3 separate regions of the Anas platyrhynchos genome follow, and regions 1 and 2 are each linked to region 3. The links are chromatin contacts, called in public Hi-C maps. All regions are on one chromosome and are shown on one strand. Each heading gives the region's core, a stretch centred on a gene start, on an enhancer-like site or on the middle of the called end of the contact. The rest is flanking DNA. Distances are from core to core; before and after follow the strand shown. Region 1 overlaps LOC101805210 (avidin). Region 2 has its middle 100 kb from the start of CTPS1. Region 3 holds the start of CITED4 (Cbp/p300 interacting transactivator with Glu/Asp rich carboxy-terminal domain 4).

Region 1 (3,487 bases), core at 988-3,487, 210 kb before region 3:
CTTTCTTCCATGACCACGTGGCTCTACCCATGACCCCAGACTATGCCACAGCACCCCTGTTCCTCTAGGTGCCCAAGCACAGTTCCCTTAGCTCTCTGTCCTGTCTCCTGTACCTCTGGAGCACCACCATTCCCTGTCCAGGGCCCTTGAGCCCATTGACTATGCTATGGCCACCCCTCACCTACAATAATTCATCCATTGAGTAGGTCAGTGAGCTCGTGCTGTGGCTGTCCCGAGGCAACACGTGCAATACCTGACCAACGAGGGTAAGTGCACATACCCTGACACAGGACTGCACAGACAATGGGGGTAAGTAGCCTGGTTGGCCTGCTGACTGTTGCACAGCAGAATGCAGTCTTCCACTACTGGTGTGCTTGTGTTCTAGACAGCTGTTGGTTTTTGTATTTACATGAAGTTAGGATTTTTGAGACCATTACGTCTCTGACAACATTTATAGAAATTTCTCGACAGAGTAAATTGGACTGACAGACATCCCCTTGTATAGACATTAGTGAGCTACTCCCATGACTCTACATACATCTTGGTACTGTAAATTTTTTTCTCTATTCTCTCTCTTTTTTTTTTTCTCTTTCTACAAAGGGGAACACTGCTCTGTGTTCCCTGAGTAGGGAGCATGTCCTCCTTACAGCATGGACCTCTTGCAGTAATGTTTGGTCCTGGTGTGCAGTACCACACACACTGCTGTCCTCCCTGGTGGCAGGGGGGGTGCTGGTGCCCCCCTGTGCAGCAGCGGAGTCCAGGGAGGAGACTACGCTTTAGTCATTGGAGGATGAAAGGCAACCTCAGGACTGGAAAGGTGATATTCAGAGAGATGTGTGCCAGTCTTGCCTGTACTTGACAACAAGATGACTTTGATCAGCCATGATATAAACTCTGCTCACTTGTGTTGGATGGTCAGCCAACAATGTTGTTCCAAAGGATCTGAACCCTTGGCTAGGCCAAATCCACATACTGTCCTTTTAACCGCCCATTCATCAACATGAAGGAGTATCCTTACATCCTCCTTTGTGGGCTGCCATGGTACTTCTCTCAGCACTGGCAGGACACCTAGTTTTCCACAGCTCTTGGCTGACAAAACCATGCACCAAGGAAGTACGTGGCTGCTACTAAGCCCGTCAACATCAACCGTCATTGTGTCAGCCTTCCAGCAGGAATTAATTCCCAAACATGAGATCAGTCATCTTAAACACATCATCACACAAAGATATACCGTTGTGTCTGATCGCAGCTGTTAGCTCAGTCACGCCATTGTATCAGATGCGTTTGCCAATTCAAAAATCGATCTAAAGATGAGGTGTAATGAATGATGTCCCTTCCCTGCTGAAGTACAGGCACTCATCTGCCTACTGTTTCACTTCTCAAGGGGTCATTCAAAGAGTTGGCAGTAGGCCAGCAACATATTAGGGTAGATCACCAAAGAGGTGTGCAGCGCATTTCCAGTGTGGTGAGGAACTGCATTATTTAGAGGAAAAAGATAAATCTACACAAATGAGAGATGGAGTCTTGATGGACAGACAATGAACCTGAATGGAGTCCCTGAAGGAGTCCAAGAGATTCTCCAAAAGTCAATCACACATCAGGAAATTTATTCTCAGCAAATGCTGGCTGAGATGATGGATTTGCAGAAAGACAGGGCCCCAACCTCCCTATGTCTGAATTTAGTAAAAGACATTCCAGATAACTCTCACTGTCAATATTTCATTTCTTCACTTCTGGCTAACATGAATGTATTTGTAACCAGTTGTAGCATGTACTTGTTGGTCTGAAAACAGAAAAGCATGGCTGCACGTCTGTCTGCTCCAGGACTGTGCTCTCTCCACAGCTCACCCCCAGCACATTCAGTGCAGACCCTACACACAAGCTGCTGGGTCCTTTGCTCCCCAGGCTTCATCCTCTATACTTTCCAGCTTTGCTGTGCAAGAACCTTGATCTGACACACAGGTTTGGGGCTTTTTCCCAACAAAAAATAATGAAAACTTTTCTGGATACCTGAAGTACAAGACTTTATGAAAAATGCAGTCCATGAAGCAAAGCCATGCAGATGATCTATTTTCAAGGAGTGAGCACATCTAATTATTTACATATATTCACAGCAATGCAAAGGTTTGAAATGAAGATTTGAAACCAGAATCATGCTTTCTCAGAGGCTCTGTGCTGAGCTGGAAAGTGCTTCCTGCATTCTGCCTCTGGAGGGCAGAAATGTCTGCAAAGAGCAGAGGACAGGAGGTGCCTTCTTATACCAAGGGGTGGAATGGCTGTGTTAGAAAGTGGGCTGTTGGACTGAGCCCATGGAGCTGAAAGAGGCTGGGCACGTTGCTGGCACAAACTCTTTTTCCATGTTCAGTGGTTGTTGTTTACCCTCCCTCTAGGTCTGCATCATTTCTGTTGTGGCTATGCTTTAAGCTTAACTTGCCCATCTTCCCCCCGAGGGAATGTGCATGAATGTGACCCTGTCCTCACTCTGCAGTGCATCTCTCTGTCCCTGAGTCCCAGATGTCACCAACTATTCCAGCTCTGGCACACAACCAGGTCCCAGCTGGGTACTGTGCTACACTTATGGGTGGCCAGGTAGTAACAAGGAAGAATACTCTAGAACTAGGAAAGTTGCAAAGAAGTGCAATAACAATGATCAAAGGTCTGGGGTGTCTTCCACCTGAGGTGCCCAGAGCAGACACAAACCTATCTTCCTTGAAAAGAGGTAATGAGAAGGATAAGAGAAATCTACAAACTCATGAGCCACTTGTGAGAAGGCACGTAGAGCATAACTGTCCAATGTTCCATGTGAAAAACAAAGTAAGGGAGATCCCATTGAATTGTGGCAGGTTCAGAGCCATTGGAAGTGGCATTTCCTTGCTATTCTGTACTTAAACTGAAGAAACTTCTCGTCAGACTGATCTGTTCCAGCTCTTTTGCAATCCTATCTCACAAGAAAATCAGACTGACAGTCTCATAAAAGCAGAGCAAAAGTAACAAACTGTATGTGACTTTGTTTCCAAGCCCAATCACTTAACATTGCAATTATGGACATCATTACTTTTACCATGCCAAATAATAAACAATCAGATGACAAGGATGTGTCATCACAACCACCTGCTCCAGCCTAATAATTTCCTAGGAGGGTCAACTCCAAGCAGATGCAAGGATCTAGGCTGCAGACCACCATGCAGATCTGGATGCAAGGGTCCAGCTGGCCAAGAAGCCAGAATGCCTGGGGTCTGGCCTGTTCTGCCTGATGACTGTCATTTCCCTTCTCTGTCTTTCACGGTGGCAAAGTCTGTCTGTTGTTGTTGTTTGATTGGTTTGTTTTTTAAAGAGCAACACTCTTTAAAAGACCTTGAGATCCATTGATGAAAAGCTGTGCCAGGTGAATTACTATTAATTCAGGCTGTTACTGACAGGGATATTACACATGGACCCAACCTGAGCCTACCAGGGAAGGGCAGAGCCCCTCCAGGAGGAACAGAGA
Region 2 (3,702 bases), core at 11-2,510, 130 kb before region 3:
AAATACCAGCTCTCAAATCCCCACTTTTTTTCCTGGAAATATCTTAGGCTGGGAAAATCTGCCTGGGATTCAGCTTAGTTGCCAGGCTGCACCACATGTGGACCTGGTATTCCCAGGGCTGTGGGTCTGGCAGGCAGTACTTGGCAACCAGCCCCACTCTGTCTTCTCTGCAAAGCCCCAGCTCCCACCGCTGTTGAAACCAGCCAGCTGGGTCCGTCTCTGACTGGGGACACTGGGAAGTGCTGAGAAACCAGGTCTAGGCAAAAGGTGCTCTGAACACAGTGACACTGACTGTCAACTGTTTGTCACACAGCCCTGGAAGCATCTGGAGAGTTCCCTGTTCAAAGGAAATGCAGAAAAGTTTTGCTTTCAGCCCAGTTCAGATGAAAATCAAATTTCAACTACCCCAAATATTCATTTTCTTGGAAATCACACTTTCTGGTCAAGTTTCATTTTCTTTTTTTCAGTTTGTCTCTTCAGTGGCCAGCAAATACAACTCTCCTCATGGCTGCCCCAAATAGAGAAGCTGCCCATAAATGGGGACGATCTGGATTTCTGACCAGGTAAAATGTAAAGATAAATTCAGGCTTCTATAAGCAAGAAACAAAATATTTGCATAAATCCTCTTCCTCTGCACCTGTGTTATTTCCGTCCTGAATGATGAAACATTGCCCTGTTGGTACCATAACAATCAGAATGCCTGGAGCTACTCAGGACTCTGAACCATTGTGTCAGCAGGACAGGCTCTCAGAAAACAAGCAATGGAGTTTTTCAATATATATGTTTATTTCTTTGTATCTTTTGCAGCATTTCTCCACTATGAGGACAGAGCTGTTAATCTTACTAAATCTTAAAATCTCAAAAAGGGAATATAATTCCTACCAATTACCTACTCCTGTGCAAAAAAACATTGCAAAAGCATGGGGCATTTAGTAATTGCATGGTTCTCCTTCATATGTTATTAAAGCTCTGGACCAAAATCATTTTCAAAATCACATAGCAAAGAAGTATATAACAAGAGAAGGAGAACAACTCAGATTAAATCCCCTTTCTCTAGGGCCACATAGCTGCTTGTAACTACAGAATAGCTTCTGTAATCCATGATTTGGGGAACTGTTATTTAATTATGTGTTACTTTATTTCTTTTTTTATCAGGCCTCAGATCAGTGGAGGCACACTCAGTTGTGAACCTCAGGAGTGGTCTTAGTGTTGCCCTCAGATTTTCTGCCTGAACTTGGTTTACAGCTGCAGCTGCTCTGCCTGGTCTGCTGCTTCTTCCTTAACAGCTTTCAACTTTTGTCCTCGTGCCCTTTGCTTCCCTTCTCCAGAGCTATGAGAGTGCTAAATCAGCGTTTTCAGATGCACAAAATAACATTAGTGATAGAACAGGGCACTGTGTTCAAGAAGAAAAAAACAAACAAACAAACAAACAAACAAAAAAACAGTAAGCATGACACTGTTAGAGTGCAAAAACTCTGTTTCAGTTCAGCTGTCAGTGCACAACAAACTTCTACTTTCCAAGTGGATGGAAAATGTCCTAGTACAACTCATCTACACTGATATTAACATGATGCTTCACCTCCTGAAGATCCTGTTTCTCTGGTCCTGAGTTGCCCCTGTCCCAGAAATATGAGAAACCAAGTACAAGAAGAACAATAGGAAAGAAAATACTCTGCTTTAGCTGCTGCACAGCATGTTCCTGGCCAGCCTTGTAGAATGCCAACAAAATATGAATTAAGTACATTTACTGCTATTCCTGCAGCTGAGTAGAGGAGCTGGCAAACAGGTCCATCTGCTGCTATGCTCCCCTGCCCATACCAATGCCAATAGTCTTCTCAGAGATGAGCACTGCATCAAGGCAGAGAAACTGTGGGTAAGAAGAGGAGGCATTGGTACATGGGCCATCAGTGCATCATAGAATCATTTAGGCTGGAAAAGACCTCTAAGATCATCAAGTCCAACTGTTAACCTAGCACTGCCAAGTCTACCACTAGACCAGGTCTCAAAGCACCAAATTTACACATCTTTTGAGTACCTCCAGGGATGGTGACTCAACTACTTCCCTGGGCAGTCTGTTCCAATGCTTCACAGCCCTTTCAGTTAAGATTTTTTTTTCCAAATATTCAACCTAAAAATCCCCTGGCACAACATTAGGACATTTCCTCTTGTCCTATTGCTTGCTGCTTGGGAGAAGAGACTAACCCCCCACCACACTACAGCCTCCTTTAAGGTAATTATAAAGTACAGTAAGGTGTCCCCTGAGCCTCCTTTTCTCTAGACTAAATAACCCCAGTTTCCTCAGCTGCTCCTCATCAGACTTATTCTCTAGGTCCTTCACCAGCTTTGTTGCCCTTGTTTGGACATGCTCCAGCACCTTGATGTTCTTCTTGTAGTGAGGGGTCCAAAACTGAACACAATATTTGAGGTATGGTGTCACCAGAGCTGAGAACAGGGGACAATCATTTCACTAGTCCTTCTTATCACAATATTTATGATACAATCAGGATTCTGTTGGACTTCTTGGTCACCTGAGCACACTGCTGGCTCATATTCAGCCATCTATCCACCAATACACCCAGGTCCCTTTCTGCTGGTTAACTTTCCAGACACTCTTCCCTCAGCTTGTAGCATTACATGTAGTCGTTGTGCCCCAAGTGCAGGACCCGGCACTTGGCCTCATGGAACCTCATGCAGTTGGCTTTGGCCCAATGGTCCAGCCTATCCAGATTCATCTGCAGAACCTTCCTACCCTCGAGCAGATCGACACTCACTCCTAACTTGGTGTTTGCAAAACTACAGGGTGCACTTGATCCCCTTGTCCAGACCACTGATAAAGATCTCAAAGAGAACTGGCCCCAATACTGAGACTGGGACACCACTAATGACCGGCCTCCAACAGGATTTAAATCCGTTCACCATGACTGGGCCCAGCCAGTTTTTAACCCAATGAAGCATACACCAATCCAAGCCATGAGGAGCCAGTTTCTTGAGAAGAATGCTGAGGGAAATGTTGTCAAAAGCCTTACTGAAATCAAAGTAGACCACATCCACAGCCTTTCCCTCGTCCACTGAGCATGTCACCTTGCCGTAGAAGGCAATCAGGCTTGTCAAGCAGGAACTGCCTTTGATAAAGCCATGCTGACTGGGCCCAATCACCCAGTTGCCCTGTAAGTGCCACATGATGAGGATGTGCTCCATAATGTTCCCCAGCACTGAGGTCAGACTGACAGGCCTGTAGTTCCCTGTATCCTCCTTCCAGCAATTCTTGTAGATGGGCATCACATTTGCTAGCTGCCAGTAAAATGCGACCCGCCCTGACAGCCAGGGCTGCTGATAAATAATGGAAAGCAGCTTGGTGATCTGCTCCTTATGCCAGTTCCTTCATTACCCTCGGGTGGATCCCATCTAGCCCTGCAATGGAGAGGCTAGCACAGCTTGGCCATGCCCCTGGAGAGCTGCAGACCATGCTTTATGCTAGCATGGCATGTGCCTGCATGGCATACAACAGCATGGTGCACACCAGCGTGGTGCTCAACTGTTGCACAGAGGTGACATGCAGGCATTGGGGATGAGGAGGAAATGCGCCCTAGAACAGGGAACATCCAGGCAGCCATCACGAAAAGGACAAGTGGTGCCCAAAAATCAGAGCTGAAGGATGTCTGATGCTGACTTTGGATCTTGATGATTTTTCTGCTTTTCCAA
Region 3 (3,649 bases), core at 375-2,874:
CAGCCTGCTCCAAGTCTCCTGAAAAGTGGAACAAACAGAAATGGGATGAAGTTGGGGAAGCAAGTTTAACTTTGCCATCACCTGCTTTCCAAGTGGGTAGCCATGCAACACTAATACCTTCAAGAAAAAATTCTCTGGGTTCTTTCACAACACAAAAATAAAGGGGAAAATCACCACTGTGCTTTTATAAGCTAATAGGAAGTGTCATGGCCTGTAGAGAGCATCAGTGTCACTGTAGGTCCATGGTAAAATAATTTGTCTAACATGGGTCTGTGGAAGAGCATATGTGTTCCACTGGGACACAGCAATCAAAAGCTGCGCTAACGAGGTAAAGACACTACTGCAGGAAGTTATACTAGCAAATCTCTGCTTGTAACATTCATGTGCTGGTAGCTCTGCTTAGACAATATTGGTGCATACCTGCTAGAAGAACACCACTGGCAGAGTAATCAAGGCACCTAGTCAATGCCACTAAGAACTGATCTCGGTCACCTGGGCTGGTAATGCTGCACAGTGGTAGCGCCCCATTGCTGACCACAGAGCCAGAGCTGGCATCAAGCAAGGGTCCTTCTCACAGTAGCCAGCACCCTCCTGCACCAGGGTGCACACTCACAGGGGCCAGTGTGCTGCAGCCATCGACAGACATCTGCATGCACATCCTTTGACACGACCAAGAAAGACAGCACAGCCACCAAAACGGATCCCTGCACCTCCAGCCAGCCATGTGATCAGGTAGAAAGTCTTTTTCAGAGGGACACTGGAGAAGAGGAAAGCACTGGTGGGGTGACTCCCTCCTGAGAGCTGATCTTACACTGTTGGCAATATTAAAGGCAAACAATGTTCCTGCCCAGGAAACAGGTGAGGACTATGTCAAATGCAAGAGAACATAATGCAAGCAAATGCAGCTCAAAATGCTTCACATGAGTGCACCACCATTCCCTACATGCATGGGCTGGGAACAGAAATGACCTGTGTGAGGCTCCACAGCCACCCCAGGCCCAGTCCTTACCCCAAACCATATGAGCCCAGTACTGAGCAGGGATGACCCACGTTTTCTGCAGTCTGCGATCCCTGGAGGAACTGTAGCACCTGTACCACACTGAGGGCTCCCCAGTCCCACACACTGGGGACTCCGTTGTTCCCATGCTCCCGCTCAGCCACTCCACAACCTCTGCCCTTGTTGGTATCAATGCACACCAGGATCGAGCATGCACTGCCTGTGGGGGCCGTAACACCAGGCAGCACGGCTGCATCTTGGCATCCTGCTCAGAAGCAGAACTTGCCTTAAGGCCTCCTTACGGGTTAAGAATCCCCAGCAGAGCACCCGCAGGACACTGGGGGCTGCTGGACTGGCTGCCCTGGAGCCCACCCACCCCTTTCCTCCCCAACCCGCCCAAGGAGCCAGCACCTCGGACCCAAGGGGGGCCACCCGAGCAGCTGGGATGTGCCAACTCCGGTGCCCTCCACACTGGAGGCAGCCAGCACCCCTCCCTCCCTCCAGTCGCGCCATGTCGCGACCACGGGGCGCTCAGAGCACGGCTCGCGGAGCTCGGGCAGCCCCACGCCCGCCACAGCAGCAGCGCCCATAGCGCGGCCCTCCCACCCCCTCAGGGGCCGGGCGGCCGCGGGCCGCGCTCCAATGGGTGGCGGGGGGCCGGGCCGGGCGGCCCGCCCCTGCCCGCGCCTCCATAAGAGCGGAGAGCGGCGCCCCGCGCCCGGCGAGCTGAGGCGGCCGAGCGGGCGCTGGCGGAGCGCGGACCCTGTGCAGCCCCAGGTCGGTGCGTACCCGCGCGGGCAGACCCCGGCTCCCCGGGGCGGCGGCGGGGAGGCCGCGGCTCGGCTCGCCGGGGCGGGGCGGCGCTGCGCTGCGCCCGCCGGCCGCGGCGAAGGTGGGGGGTGCTCCGGGATCCTCGGTGGAAGCCGTCTGGGACGGGAGCGGGGAGCGGTGCTGCCCGCGGGAGCCTCGCCCTGAGCCGCGTGTCGCCTTGCAGGGGCCCGGAGCCATGGCTGAGCACATGATGATGTCCGTGAGCCACGGCGGCGCCGGGCTGCAGAGCTACCGGATGGGTGTGAGTGGGCTGCAGGGACCACCGCAGCACGGGCAGCACGTGCTGAGGACGCTACCCGCAGCTGGGCAGATGATGCCGTACGGAGGGGCTGGAATGGATGGTGTGATGAGGCCGAGACCCAACCTCAGCGGACAGATGAACCACCACCAGATGCAGAACGCGATGATGTTCAACGGCCCGAGCCAGCAGCAGCAATACATGGGGCCAGTGGGCACCCAGCAGCTCATGGCTAGCATGCACCTACAAAAACTCAACACCCAGTACCAGGGCCACCCGCTGGGTATGAGCAACGGGCCCATGGGAGCTGGTGCTCAGCAGTACAGAGTGGGGCCAAGCCAGCACCCAGGCATGCAGCACATGCCCTCACCAGCGCTGACCTTGAATGTTATGGACACTGATCTCATAGATGAGGAGGTTTTGACGTCCCTTGTCCTGGAACTGGGGTTGGACCGGATTCAGGAGCTGCCAGAGCTGTTCTTGGGACAAAACGAGTTCGACTTCATTTCAGACTTTGTTAGCAAACAGCAGCCCAGTGCCATCAGCTGTTGAGGGGTTTTGAGCTCCTCCTTGTGTCTTAGTGGTTTTGAGTTTGTTTATAACTTCCTTCTCCACCTGCCATCCTCCTCCCTTCCCATGCCTTGCCCTGTCCTGGATTCCTGACCTCCCCAAGGAGACAATCATCGGACACTGGCTTGCAATGGATTGCTTTTCTCTTCTGTGTGGTTTTTCATTTGGGAGTTCCTGGGGAGGGGGTGTGTACCCCAAACAGAACAGATCAAGAGCTCTTGCTGTAGAGCTGCCTCTAAATGGCTTTACCAGGATTTCTGGCTTAGTAGAAATAATGAACTTATGACTTGCCACAACTAGGCTTTGAGCACAGGAAGTGATGGGCAGCTGGCAACCCTGCTGGTAGCTGGATTTGCTGGAGGATTCTGTCATGCCAGCAAAGTTAAAGGATCCCCTGAGAGAGGATGTCTCCATGCCTGGTGCATGGTTTGAAACAATTTCCCCTTGCAAACATGGGTGGGATTAGATATTTCTTGGGACTTCTTACTGTGACAGTAAAAAGGTCTTCAGTCTTGTCTGTTCAGCTCAGAAAGGGGTTACTTCCCTTCCAGCAAGCTATTTTTCCTAACTGGCTGAGAAAAATGAACTATGCATTGGGGAAGGGTGTGCATAGGTGCCTGAATGTTCATTTCTGTGAGACTTCAGATCTCCAAACCCATATAGCTAATCAACTGTAAAATTTACTGAGTGTTTGGGCTGATTTAGGCATAAGGCTTAAAGCTGCAGTCTAGCTCCACTTTTTTTCCACCTCTGAAACCAAATAAAGACAATGCAACTGTATATTCCAGATCTAATCTTATTTATTTTTTCCTATGATTATTTATTTGCAAAGGGCTCCTTTTGTTATTTGGCTTTGGGACCGCTGGGAATGATGCATGGAGAGTACTGCAGCTTTAAGATGCTGGCTTCAAAAAAAGAAAGCCTGGGATAGTTTTCAGGCTGCTCTTCAGGCAGTCACTTCAATGCAAGGTCTTTATGCTGAACACACAGGGCTGTGTAAATCCAACACCCTT

What was found. Hi-C and Micro-C count contacts between places; a contact is called where the count stands out from the background.
Region 1: a contact with region 3 is called in a Hi-C map of F1 follicle, with 3 times the contacts expected there. The contact joins the enhancer-like site here to the promoter of CITED4 in region 3. A contact is called at or near these places in 4 of 8 Hi-C or Micro-C datasets (F1 follicle, F5 follicle, liver and 1 more).
Region 2: a Hi-C map of liver shows a contact between it and region 3, with 4 times the contacts expected there. The contact joins the enhancer-like site here to the promoter of CITED4 in region 3. A contact is called at or near these places in 3 of 8 Hi-C or Micro-C datasets (liver, small yellow follicle and subcutaneous adipose tissue).

What each region holds. Positions count from the first base shown.
Region 1 is chr24:6,731,699-6,735,185 of IASCAAS_PekinDuck_T2T, forward strand. The region is part of intron 1 of LOC101805210 (avidin); the gene reads right to left. Among named protein-coding and RNA genes, the nearest start is that of CTPS1, 30 kb to the left of the region's middle. Within about 2 kb of position 2,238, at least 1 of the 8 cell types and tissues checked has an H3K27ac peak or open chromatin away from gene starts, as enhancers often do. A contact at or near this core is called in F1 follicle, where this site is marked.
Region 2 is chr24:6,805,836-6,809,537 of IASCAAS_PekinDuck_T2T, forward strand. No RefSeq gene overlaps it. Among named protein-coding and RNA genes, the nearest start is that of CTPS1, 100 kb to the left of the region's middle. Within about 2 kb of position 1,261, at least 1 of the 8 cell types and tissues checked has an H3K27ac peak or open chromatin away from gene starts, as enhancers often do.
Region 3 is chr24:6,939,494-6,943,142 of IASCAAS_PekinDuck_T2T, forward strand. It overlaps CITED4 (Cbp/p300 interacting transactivator with Glu/Asp rich carboxy-terminal domain 4), which reads left to right and starts at 1,625. Exons shown (of 2, transcript XM_027444083.3): 1 at 1,625-1,774; 2 at 1,992-3,649. The coding sequence starts at 1,640. The coding sequence ends at 2,618.